Regions from separate parts of the Gossypium hirsutum genome. Here region 2 is linked to region 1. The links are chromatin contacts, called in public Hi-C maps. All regions are on one chromosome and are shown on one strand. The core of a region is the stretch at or near the end of the contact, and the rest is flanking DNA. Distances in the headings are between cores, read along the strand shown. Region 1 holds the start of LOC107943239 (sister chromatid cohesion protein PDS5 homolog A). Region 2 holds the start of LOC107939005 (protein disulfide-isomerase).

Region 1 (6,634 bases), core at 1,987-4,486:
ATTAAGCATCTCAGGAGCACACAGAAAGATTTTTAACACAATTTCATGGTAGAATTCTTTGAGCTCGCTACCTACAGAATCTCTATCCAAGGAGCAAGATGTCAAAAACCCACAAACAAACGGCTGAAGCTTTTCTGCACAACTTTGGATAACAGAGGCAGCAAGCTGAGAAGCTGCGGAAGGTGCATCCTACATAACAGACACTAATGTAAACAAATATTCAAAATTTTCACTTTTACATGCATAAATGGAAAAATCTCATCTACCACAAGCTGCCGATAATCTACAATATGGTATTAGTATGATATATGGAAAATGGTCCACAACCATGCTACTGAAATAAACACTGATAAACAAAAAATTTCAGCTCTATTTGAATTGCAAAATAAATAATCACAGTATTCTTCTTAAGTAGTATATATGCAATACTTTGAAATTGAAAATGTACTACAATCAGAATAAGAGCAACCAGTATCAGAACGCACCATCAGTTGCAAATAAATTCTATGCATAATCATACACACAATGAAAAGGTGATGTCATTTTACAAAAACAGTAGCTCAATCCTAAAGATACCTTGAATCATCAAAATCTCAAACAAAATTAAAATCCCAACCTGGCGAGCATAAGCAACAGTCAAACTTCATGACATCTGATGAAAGATTAGAGTGTCTGACCTAACAATGTAAATAAGAGGTTTCTGACCTCTGCCACCAACAAATACATTGAAAGGATATTTTCACACATTCCCATGACAACAAATGACACAACTCCTACTTAAATGAGAAGGCATCTGGGAAATATCTAATGCATATCATATATATTGACAAATTAAATCAATATCAGTTCATATTGCCTCCTCCAACAATGCATAAACCCCTTTTTGGCTCAAAGTTCTGGTACACAAGTTAAATACAGTCTCGCTTGAACCAAAAAATAAAAGTCTGCCAGCACTCACCTTACTCTCCTGTATGAGATTTCCCAAAATTACATCCATTAGCTGGTGGGATACTTCCTCATTTAGGATATGAGTCATTATAGACAAGACATCATTGATTAAACTCTGTTGGTGGTGATCTCTGGGAATAAAGAGAAATGACATTTTACTATCACGGCATATACAAAATGGAAAGTCAAAACAGTAAGAGTAGTGAAGCAACAAACAAAGGGGTCGAAAGAAGAGGCTCACATGCAGAGGCAATAAATGCTCCACAGTATACAATGATTGCATTAAAAATAAAAGAATTTCAGAGGTAAAACATTTCACTAACATTCAACAAGGAGAGATAAACATGTAAAATTCAAAGTTATAATAAATTTAATGGAGGCTCTCAAATAAGTTAATAAAATCTGCATGGTGAGTAGTACATGAAAACGTTAACAAGTCAACTTGGGAGGCAAGTAGACAGTAACTTTTATCAAGCATATTTGTCATGACTTAAAAGATTAGTAGGAAAAACAGTAACATATTCTCAACTTTAACAAAAAGTTAGTCTCAATTCAGAGACACCTAAAACATGACAGATTAAAAAATATATAGGCCTTGTAGGTTAATCTTGTATGAAAAAGATCATACAGAAGGGACTAAGTTAATTTAAGGTACAATTGTTGATGCAAAATTCAAAGCTACAATAAATAATGGAGGCTCTAATGTCAGAAATAAGTTACCAAAATCTGACTGGCAAGTAGAACATAAAAAAGTTAACAGTTTACTTTAGAGGCAATGAGAACTTTTTTCAAGTATGTTTATCGTGAATTAAATGATTGGGAGGAAAAACTGTAACACTTTCTTAACTCTAGTTAAAGTCAGTTCCAATTCAGTGGCAAATACAACAAGATAGATTGAAAAATAAATACTCCTTGTAGGTTAATCTTGCACGAAAAGAGATCATACAAAAAAGATTAAGGTCATTCAAGACACAATATCTTACAATTTGTTTAATTAAAAAGAAAAGATAATTAATTACCATATAAATACAGGAAGTAAAGAGAGAAAAGAATCTGACCTCACAACAGAGAAGAAAGTCTTAAACATTTCAAGAATCAAATCATTGCAACCAATATCCAGCATTATCACACAACATTTACATCGAGCAATAGTCTCCAATATTTTAACCCTCCTTGAGAAGAATGCACTTGTAGTATCAGCAAGCTCCGAGAAAATACTGATAATGAGTTTAAAAATGTCCTGAAATGAAAGAGTTTGGGCTCTTGAGTGATAAAAAGGAGCGAAATGACAATGGTGTACAACAATACCAAAAAGAAAAAAATGTTACCCTAAGATGTTTATCTGCAAAGGGTGGTTGAGGTGCCAGGATCCGGAAAAACTCACTGACACAGATGGCCACCAAAAGTCTAACATCTTTATCAGTATGGTTAGGTAGACCATGCTTAACAATAGAATTCCTCAATGGCTTCGTGGCTGCCTCTAGTTCTCGCAACACTTGTGCCTTTGCAGCAACTTCTACCACAGAAGGCTGCTCTATTTGTGACAATGCGCTCACAACTTGCTGTGAAGAGAATTTTCAGCCACATGGAAGATCACACAAGTTTTTTTTTCCTCAAAAAAATTGAATTCTATCAAAGAAGCCCTCAGGAAAATACTTAATTACGAAATTTTAGAGGAAAAAAATAATTAGTAAATTTAACTAAATAAAGCATGATCTAAGACATTGAACTATAGAGCCAAATACACAATATATATATTCGATAGAATATTAAGACATATTCGACATTTTACTCATTCAAATTTCGAAGTAAATCCATGTTCGTGAGTAACAATTTAATCAACTATAAGAATATCAGCACCTAACCATTCGCTGTAAACACTCCATAATCAGTGGTATTAGACAGTCCTAGCGACTTTTTTGAGAAAATTTACTTTTCCTTTTTCCAGAGAGAAGAAGAAGAAGAAGACGAAGAAGAAACTTATGCTTACACGAAGAGATTTTACGAGGACATCTTTGTTAGGGCGAGCGAGCTGGCCGAGTTTGGCGCCGATTTCAGAGATGAGTTGCAATGTGGACTCTTCCATTTAGGGAGGAATGCTACAGAGAGGTTTGATAGGGAAAAAAATTAAGAAAAAGGTCAGTAGTGGCATGGAGGAGTAAGGATGTTGAGGGTTTCTTTTTGGGAGGGAGAATTTGAAGAAACGAGAAATGGATGCCTCGGTTTAAGAGGGGAGAATCCCGCCTTCTGAAGCGCGTGAACGTGACGCGCTCAGTCTAGGTGGTGACTGATAATGATGAGATCCGACGGCATTGAATGTATTGACTACGCCAGTGCCAGCCCAGCCAGCCCAGCCCAAGGTCCATACCTTTGTTCGTGGCCGGGTCAGATTGTGGCACCTTTGTTCGTATTCTTTTATTCAAGTTGGTCTCGGTTTATAAGCGATTCGATTATAGCGTATACACTACCGCAAATATATGTTACAAATTTGGTTCAATTGTAAAAATAGTCATTTATATTTGGTTAAATTTATATTTTAATCACTAATGGTTAATCTAATCATTAATAATTAATTTGTTACAATTAATCATTAATATTATTAATTTATAACATTTTAATTATTAAAATTTTACTCAACATTATAAATATTACAAAAATCTAATATAACACAAATTATGTCGTTAAATAGTGATGTGGATTTCATGTAATCTCCATTTAACACTTAAATTAATATATTAAAACAATAGATTTTTCTTTTTTATGCATGTGAGCCCTACCACTTTATTAATTTTTTTTGTCTCTCGTTTTTACGATTTTTCCATTTTTTTTTCTTCCCATTTTCTCTCTAACTTAAATGCTCCCTAGTCTCTGTAATGGCCAAACTCCAAACTCAAAATCCATCAACTCCGGCGTCGGGTCGTCATCACCGGTGGCCGGCGGAGCCCAAACTTCACCCTCTAAACTCGTTTTCTCATGATCTTTTTGCATATGTCTTCCATTTCATCAAATCGTCATGGATTTTTCTATATTTAAAATAAACGTAGCGAAATAATCTTCTATCACCATGTCGTCGTTGACCATTAGATTGGCTTGTTTATATAGTATGTTGCTCCTTTTATCGAGCTCGTCCTTTCTACCATTTGGGTTGGAAGATAAATGATCGAAGTGCCATGCATGGTAGATTTAAGATAAGTCTCCTCTTTTTTAATTTTTTCCTTTTACTTTATTTTGCTTTCTTTTTTTTATGGTCCTTTCATTGATTTGCAAGTCATTGTTTGAACAAAGGGGCTTAGCCTTTATTTTATTTTTTTAATTTGATTGTATTTATTGATTTTACGAATAATTGGTTTTGGGGCTAGTAATCGGATTGGGTCTATAAAAGGATTTACTGTGGTGGTGAGAATGGTTGAAGTGGGGCTTGGTGGTGGTTTGTTAGGTGTGATGGGTGAGCTAAAATGGTGAAGATGGTGGTGAGAGAGCTTAGATTTAGAGTCTAAGTGGTGTTTTTTTAAGGGAGAGGTGATTGTAAATGGTGGAATGGTGCTAACAGTTGAGAGTAGCTTAGGCTGATGATGGTTGTTGAGGGTCCGAGAGAGAGCTAAGGAAAATGTGATGGTGAGAGAGGTGAACCATGGTGAGATGGTTTGGGGTGGTAATGGCGGTGGCCACTAAGTGTTTGGGAGCTTTGTGGAGAAAAGAATGAATAAGAAAAATAAACGAAAAATAAATAAAAATTAAATAAAGCAATATAAAAAAGTGAAAAAGGTTAAATCTAAAAAAAAAAAAGTGTTTAGATTATGTAGGCATGACATGAAAGCCACGTTAGCATTTAACAATACAATTTATGTCACATTAGACTTTTTTAATATTAGATAATATCTCAATGATCAAAATGTTATAAATCGATAATATTAATGATTAAATCATAATAAATTAAACATTAATAACCAAAACATAAACTTAACCAAACATAAATGATTATTTTTATAAATTATCCATAACAATCATTTTTTTTTAAGTTTTAACTTAGACGTTAGCAATAAGAATGTAAATTAATAAAAATATTCTTAATTTTCTCTAATATGGTTTATATTTTTAAATTAAACTTTACAAATAATTTATATTAATTGTTGTATAAGTATATTAAATTATTTAAATACCATTTAAGCTAACTTATATTTTACTTTCCAACATCATGTTTAAAATGAATATTTTAATTTCCTGTAACATCCCGAAATTGGGTTTGAAAGTTTTAGCCCCGCAAGTGAAGATTCGTCAATGTTTCGGTGAACAAGGTGTTCACCAATGCTTCAGCGAACTAGGAGTTCACCAAATGAATACCAGCAAGGAATTCACCAGTGTTTTGGCAAACTGATGCCCTTCAGAATGATCAATAAAAAGTTCGCCAAAAGAGTTCAGTAAAGAGTTTCAGTAAGGACAGTAAGAAGTATATGCCAAAAGATGTGGGAAGGGGGTTCATCAGAAGTTGTGTTCGCTTGTCTGTTTGACGAGCTAGTGTTCGCCAGTTAAGTTGCGAAATAAGGGTTTGCCAGTCAAGTTGTGAATTGGAGGTTCACCAATCAAATTCAAAGTCAGACTCAAAATAGGAAATAAAGATATGGTGTATCTAGTAATACTTTTCGTGCAAGTAACACATTTCCTAAGTCAAGTACAATATCTTAAGATTTCCAGGACTCTTATTCTATGAGAATTCTCTCATCAATATTTTGAATCAAGTTAGTAAGAACCATTGTAAGCCTCTATCCTGTTAGGGTTGATTGTTCAGAAAGCTAGGTTCACTTGCATGTGTGAATTCTGTAAGTTTTGTCTATTTAAGTAATATGTATGTTTATGTATGTTGCGAACCAGTCGGGCCATCTACCAACAAAGATAAAGGCAAAGCAAAACTTGTGTAAATTCTCAAGCTTTTTTAGTGAGTGGTTAAGAATTGTCATAAGTGTGCTAACCTATCATGTTTTAGTATGAATGCTCAGGGGTTCGTAACTTGTGTACGAACTGTTATGTTATTAAAAAAAATTGTTTTTAAAACTAAGTTTCAAAAGTAAGTTTTCCTACAAAACTCTACTTTTAAGTTTTGATACTTTGTTTCCAATACATGTTTTAAGCCATGTTTGAAATATATGTGTTACTCGTGCTCCTATGTAAGACTATGTTTTCCAGCATGTTTTAAAAGTACAGTTTTATCAGCTATGTTTTTACGAGCTCTATGTGATAAGTTTCTGTGTGTGCTCATTTATAAGCCCTTATGTTGGATATATTGGTATACCAAAGGATTATGAGTACTCACCATAAGTTTTTTGTGATTTTGAGCTTTAAGGCCCTGAGACATGTGGAGATATAAGAGAATGTCGAGTTATGCTCCATTCAATGGGACATGTTGGTGTACAGGAGAGTGTTTAGCTTTATGCTACACTTATGGGACATGTTAATGACTCTTTAAGTCATTCTGAGGCGTTATAAGGAGATCTACATATCCAACAGATTCTGATAAGATAAGTGTGAGCGAGAACATGTTTTATGTTCCTCAGCCATTTTGATAAGACAAGTATGTGAGCATGTTTCATGCTATTCTAAGATATATTTTTAAAAAAGTACAAGCTAAGTTTTTAAGTATGATTTTCAGTAAGTATACGCGAAACTATTTTCAAACTTATATGTTTTTTGA
Region 2 (6,003 bases), core at 3,246-5,745, 180 kb before region 1:
TAAAATTATCGCAAAGTTGGGTTTTCAATTTTCACATCGTGTGGAGGCTTTTGGTTATACTGAGGGCATTTGGATTGGTTGGAAAAATTCTGTTCGAGTGGAAGTTATACATAATCACCCTCAATTTATCTTTACGCGGGTTTGGCCTAATTCTTCTTCAAACCTGATTTGGATTGCCTTTATGTATGGAAGCCTAAATCGTCAAAAGCGAAAAGTTCTTTGGTAGGATCTAAGAGCTTCTATTCCTAGTGGTCAAATTCCTTGGATGGCGATTGGAGACTTTAATGCTATTCTCTCCCCTAATGAGAAAACAAGTGGTCTCTCGGATGGAAGGAGATGTCCTTACTTTGGTGATTTTGTGGAATTGGCTAATCTTCATGATTTGGGGTTTAGAGAACCTCCTTTTACTTGACACAGGGGTAATTTGTTTGAAAGATTGGATCGAGCTTTGGGAAATGAGGCTTGGGTTAATTATTTTCCAAATAGTCTTATTACTCATCTTCCGAGGATTAAGTCCGATCACAGACCTCTTTTCTTAAATCTAAACTAGGCTATTGCTTTGCCTAGGGGAAGACCATTCCGATTTTTAACAGGATAGGCCGAGCACCCTGATTTTGATAATTTCGTGAAAGATCAATGGGATTTTTAAGGGAACATGTTGGCTTCTTTAGATAAGATCACTGGTAATCTTAAAGATTGGAATAAGAACACCTACGGTCATATTACTACCCGTAAGAGAAACCTAATCCATAAGTTGTCGATCATACAAAAGGAAATGGATCTATTAGGTACTAATCATTTGGCTCCCGTTGAAATAGAGATAAGACACGAATTAGAAAATGGGTTACATCATGAGGAACTTCTCTAGAAGCAAAATGCTAGATGTGATTGGTTGCATTTAGGAGATAGGAATACTAAGTTTTTTCATGCTCGCACTATGCAACGGCGGAAAAATAACCGTATTTCTGCTATTCGTAACTCTCTGGGTGATTGGTTGTTTGATCTTGAAGCCATTGAGTTGGAAGCATCCAAATTTTCCAAAAATTGTATGGGGAAGATCCTGGGCCCATGATATGTTTGCCTGTTAATGGGTTCCCTCAACTTAATTCTACTGATATTGATTTTTTAGGAAGAGTGGTCACTGACGATGAGATTAAAAAAGTTATGTTTAATATGGCTCCCTTGAAAGCTCTTGGTAGTGATGCCTTTCATGCTCTTTTCTTCCAGAAGCAGTGGGATACAATAGGTCCTGATGTTTGTGATTGGGTGAAAATGGTCTTTAGTGGAGACGATATTGACCTTAGGCTTAATAATACCTTGATTGTTCTTATTCCCAATGTTATGAATCCCGAGGAGTTTGCTCAATTTCGCCCCATAAGCCTTTGCTCTGTTCTTTACAAGTTGGTGATGAAGGTAATAGCTAACTGGTTTAAGATTATTTTTCCAAAAATTATTGCACAAGAACAAGCAGGCTTTATTGCGCGGTGTAATATTACTGATAATATTATTATTGCGCAAGAGGTTATCCATTCTATGAAAAGCTACAAGAGTAGGAAGTGGATGGCGATTAAAATAGATTTGGAAAAAGCCTAAGATCGGGTGTGTTGGGATTTTATTGATACGTCTCTTCAAGCGGCAGGTATCCCTAATTATATCAGAAAAGTTATTGTTTCTGCTATTTCTAACTCTACCATGCATGTTTTGTGGAATGGAGTTCCGACGGCTAAATTTAGACCTGTTACAGAAATTAGGCAAGGTTGTCCCTTATCCCTCTACCTTTCTGTACTTCGTATGGAATGGTTAAGTTTTTTATTAGATCAGCTTTGTCCAAAAGGGTTTGGAAACCTATATGTTTATCTCGTTCTGGGCCAGTTCTTTCGGACATTTTCTTCACTGATGATCTTGTTATATTTTGCAAAGCGGATGAACAGCATGGAAGGCTTTTAAAAATTATTCTAAATAACTTTTGTGAGTTTTCAGGTCACAAGGTTAATTCCAGGAAAACTAACATCTTCTTTTCCAAAGGAGTTGAGGAGCCCATAGCTGATTTTCTCAGTAATTTACTTGGCTTCCTGAAGGTGGATGATCTTGGTCATTATCTTGGAATTCCTCTATTTCATAAGAGAGTCACTAATAGCACTTTTCACTTTGTGATCGAGAAAGTTCGTATGAAGTTACAAAGTTGGGATGCTCGTTAGTTATCTTTTGCTGGTTGAGCTACTCTTGCGCAATCAGTTCTTCTAGCCATTCCCAGTTATTTCATGAAATCCATGATGATTCCTAGGAAGATTTGTGATGAGATTGAATGTCTGGTAAGGCATTTCATATTGGGGACCTCAGATGGTAAGAAAAAGATGTCGTTAGTCGGTTGGGACTCTATCTGCCAACCAAAGTGGTGTGTAGGACTTGGCATGAGACAATTACGGGATCAGAACATCGTTTTCCTGCTGAAACTTGGTTATAAATTAGTTTCAGATGACGAAGCTCTCTAGGGTGAATGATCCCTTTTTAGTTAGTATAGCAAAGGTGAAGAGCTCTTTCCTTTGGAAGTTGCTTTCAAAAGTTTGGAACCTTCTACATGATAATCTGATGTGGTCTGTAGGTAATGGTAATAAAGTTCGGTGTTGGAAAGATTAGTGGATTCCTATTGTTAGACATTTGATTAATTACTTACCTGCCTGTGCTAACATTAATACTAATTGTTTGCTTAGTGATTTGGTCACAAGAGATGGCAATTGGAACCTTAATTTTTTGCAAGATTGGCTACCAGAGGAGGTTATTGCTCACATTATGAGAATTCCTCCTCCTCATCCAGATAAATGACTTGATAGGCTGTCTTGGCGACATACTTAAACTGGAGCTTTCTCTGTTAAAAGCGCATACAAAGTGCTAAATGAGGACTCTTAGAGTTCTAGAGATGAGTTATGGAAGAGAGCGTGAAAAATTCTGGGTCCGCAAAGAGTTCGCTTATTTTTTTGGATAGTTCTTCAGCAGAGACTCCTCACTAATGTGGAACTAGTTAGGTATGGCTTAAGTATTGATTCCTCTTGTTTGATATGTTGACATGCTTCTTAAGATATTTTGCATATTCTTCAAGACTGCATAGTGGCTAAGGATGTCTGGAAACAGGTTGTTCTGAGAAACCATCAACATCATTTTTTTTCTAACTCTTTGCACGATTGGATTTCTTTCAATTTACAGGATACTTTGATACTTTCTGATGGGGACATCAATTGGGCTTGTCTCTTCGGATTATTAGCTTAGAGACTATGGAAGAATCGCAATCTCTTTATTTTTCAAAGGAAATCATGGAGCTCTAGTGAGATCATTAAAGTTTCAATGTGTTGGGCCAAGCATTCGTCTTTGACTTCCGGAGAAGGCTTGAGTGATAGTATAGCTTTATCCCATGAGGAGCTTTCTTCCAAGGATTAGATCTTTTTCAATATTGATTGTGCTGTTCAAAAAACTTCAGGAAGAGCAGCTGCTGGAGGAGTGGTATGAAATGGCACTGGTAACTAGGTGATGGGTTATAACAGATTCTTAGGAAACTACTAGATTTTTGATGCAGAACTCTGGGGCATTCTGGATGGTTTAAGACCCATCCAACGCAAAGGCTATAACAACGTGATTATTTATTCAAATAGCTTGGAAGTTGTCAAAGCTATTCATGATAACAGTTCGAAGAGCTCAACTTCCGCTTTGATCAGGAGAATATACCGAATCTTGTTCCAAGAAAGTCATTGGATTTTAAGATACATTCCCAGGGAGGATAACCATTGTGTAGAATACATTGCCAAACTGCTTTTGGAAGAAAGGAGGATTTACATCTGTTTGAATCCCCTCTAGATGAAGTGTTAGATTTCCTTAAGTCTGACAAAGGGAGTATCTTTGTTCCTTCTGAACATCTCATATAATTTTATCTTACTTTGTTCTTTTTTTCACAAAAAAAAAATAATGTTATTTTTTAAAATGTTTATAAACGTAATTATAAGTAATGTATATCTGAATTAATTATAATACATCACCAAACACAATCCCAAAATAAAAATCAAAATATTAAAAAGAAACCTAAAAATTAAATGAAAATAAATCTTAAAACATCTCATTCCATAGTTTCAACTTTGGCGAAGACTCCTAGGGGTGGATTGGCATTTATATGGTTATATTACATACTATGTCTGAACGTAGCCGTTTGTATCCAATGCGGTCAAAACCACCTAAACATAAAAATAGTAAAGCCAATTAAAAATATAATAAAAATGAGGTGGCAAGTTTTTATTGATTTGGCCACGGAGTTCGCACTCACACATTTCTTACTTGAGCCCACGAAAATCCGAAGGCACTAAATCCCAGATATACTTGCCTTAAATCACCAATCACTTTCCTAATCAGCTTACAATGACAAACTTCAACCAATAATAACCCTCCACGTAGGAAATCGCCGCACACAAGAGCGAGTATGATTTCAGCTCTGTACTCGCGATCTAGCAACTTACCTTTTGTGTGTCATTCACTTTTTAAACTGCTATCATCACTCCTTAAAAGCTCTGTAAATCTAAGAGACAGAACGGACCAAAAGAAGAAGAAAAAAAAAAAAAGGTGAAGGTATATTATAGCTTTGCGATAATGGCGAGAAGTGTTTGCGTTTGGTTTGCCTTGGCTGCAATTGTATGCTCTTTATCGGCCATTTCTGCTGAAGAAAGCAGTGAATCGAAAGAATTCGTTTTGACATTGGATCACTCTAATTTTACTGACACTGTTAGCAAGCACGATTTCATTGTCCTCGAATTTTACGCTCCTTGGTAAGCTTTTTCATTTGTGTTCTTAAAGTGCATGCAATGAGTTTAGTAGACGATTTAGAACTCAAGGAGTTTGTCTTATAAATTTTTAAATGGTGATGTTAAATTAGATATAATTGTTTTTCTGATGATTTCTTTTTCTTGGAAATGATTTTCAATTTGAGCTTAAAGTGCATGCAATGAGTTTAGCGGACGATTTTTTATTTTAATCTGTGTTCTTAAAGTGCATGCAATGATTATATAAAATATATATATAATTTGAACTCGTAAACGGAAACAATCATTTACTATTGAAGCAGCGAGAAATTTTCATAAATCCTACTTTCTCTTGTAACTAGCATGAAAATCCTATTTTGTTATCTAAGTAAAGCAAACATGATCCATAGTTGACAACCTACAGATATATGATCTGTACACTTATTCTTTAATTTAGCAGTGAAATGCTTCCGTTGCGAGAGATTTTACCTGTTTTTCAATTTACATTTTTTTTTTGTTTTCCTGATATACCTTGTTAGTGTCGTTTACCTTCTTATGACTAAATAATCTTCTTTCCTTGTACTCTTAGGTGCGGGCACTGTAAGCATCTTGCTCCCGAGGTAGACAATATTAGATTCCCCGAAAAGCATTGATTTTTCTTGATAATTTATACGTTTAAATGGCTGCTAATGATTAAACTTCTTGTTTGTTGTCTAGTATGAGAAAGCAGCATCCATTTTGAGTAAACATGATCCTCCAATCTTTCTAGCTAAAGTTGATGCCGATGATGAAGCAAACAAAGATTTAGCAAGCCAATATGATGTCAAGGGCTACCCTACGCTTCAAATTTTGAGAAATGGAGGAAAGAATGTTCAAGAATACAAAGGTCCACGTGAAGCTGATGGTATTGTAGAGTATTTAAAGAAACAAAGTGGCCTTGCTTCTGTTGAAATAAAATTAACAGAAGATGCCAGTAACCTTATTGATGACAAGAAGATAGTAATTGTAAGCTCTCTGTTCTCTGTTCTTTTGTTTCATTGGGTTTTCATCACAAAGATTAGCTGATATGTATATACATGTTTTTTTTCTAGGTTGGGGTGTTCCCAAAATTTTCTGGGGAAGAGTTTGAGAGCTATATGGCACTCGCTGAGAAATTACGTTCTGATTATGACTTTGGTCATACTTTGGATGCTAAACAACTTCCCCGTGGTGAATCATCAGTTGTTGG

What was found. A called contact is a pair of places that touch in the nucleus more often than the background predicts.
Region 2: a contact with region 1 is called in a Hi-C map of leaf, with 1.7 times the contacts expected there. The contact joins the promoter of LOC107939005 here to the promoter of LOC107943239 in region 1. A contact is called at or near these places in 3 of 34 Hi-C or Micro-C datasets (callus, hypocotyl and leaf).

The regions. Positions count from the first base shown.
Region 1 is chrA01:112,873,880-112,880,513 of Gossypium_hirsutum_v2.1, reverse strand. It overlaps LOC107943239 (sister chromatid cohesion protein PDS5 homolog A), which reads right to left and starts at 3,236. Exons shown (of 30, transcript XM_041113775.1): 1 at 2,939-3,236; 2 at 2,277-2,510; 3 at 2,007-2,188; 4 at 959-1,079; 5 at 1-189. The coding sequence starts at 3,034.
Region 2 is chrA01:113,059,344-113,065,346 of Gossypium_hirsutum_v2.1, reverse strand. LOC107939005 (protein disulfide-isomerase) reads left to right here and starts at 4,495. Exons shown (of 11, transcript XM_016872294.2): 1 at 4,495-4,802; 2 at 5,365-5,395; 3 at 5,493-5,780; 4 at 5,867-6,003. The coding sequence starts at 4,627.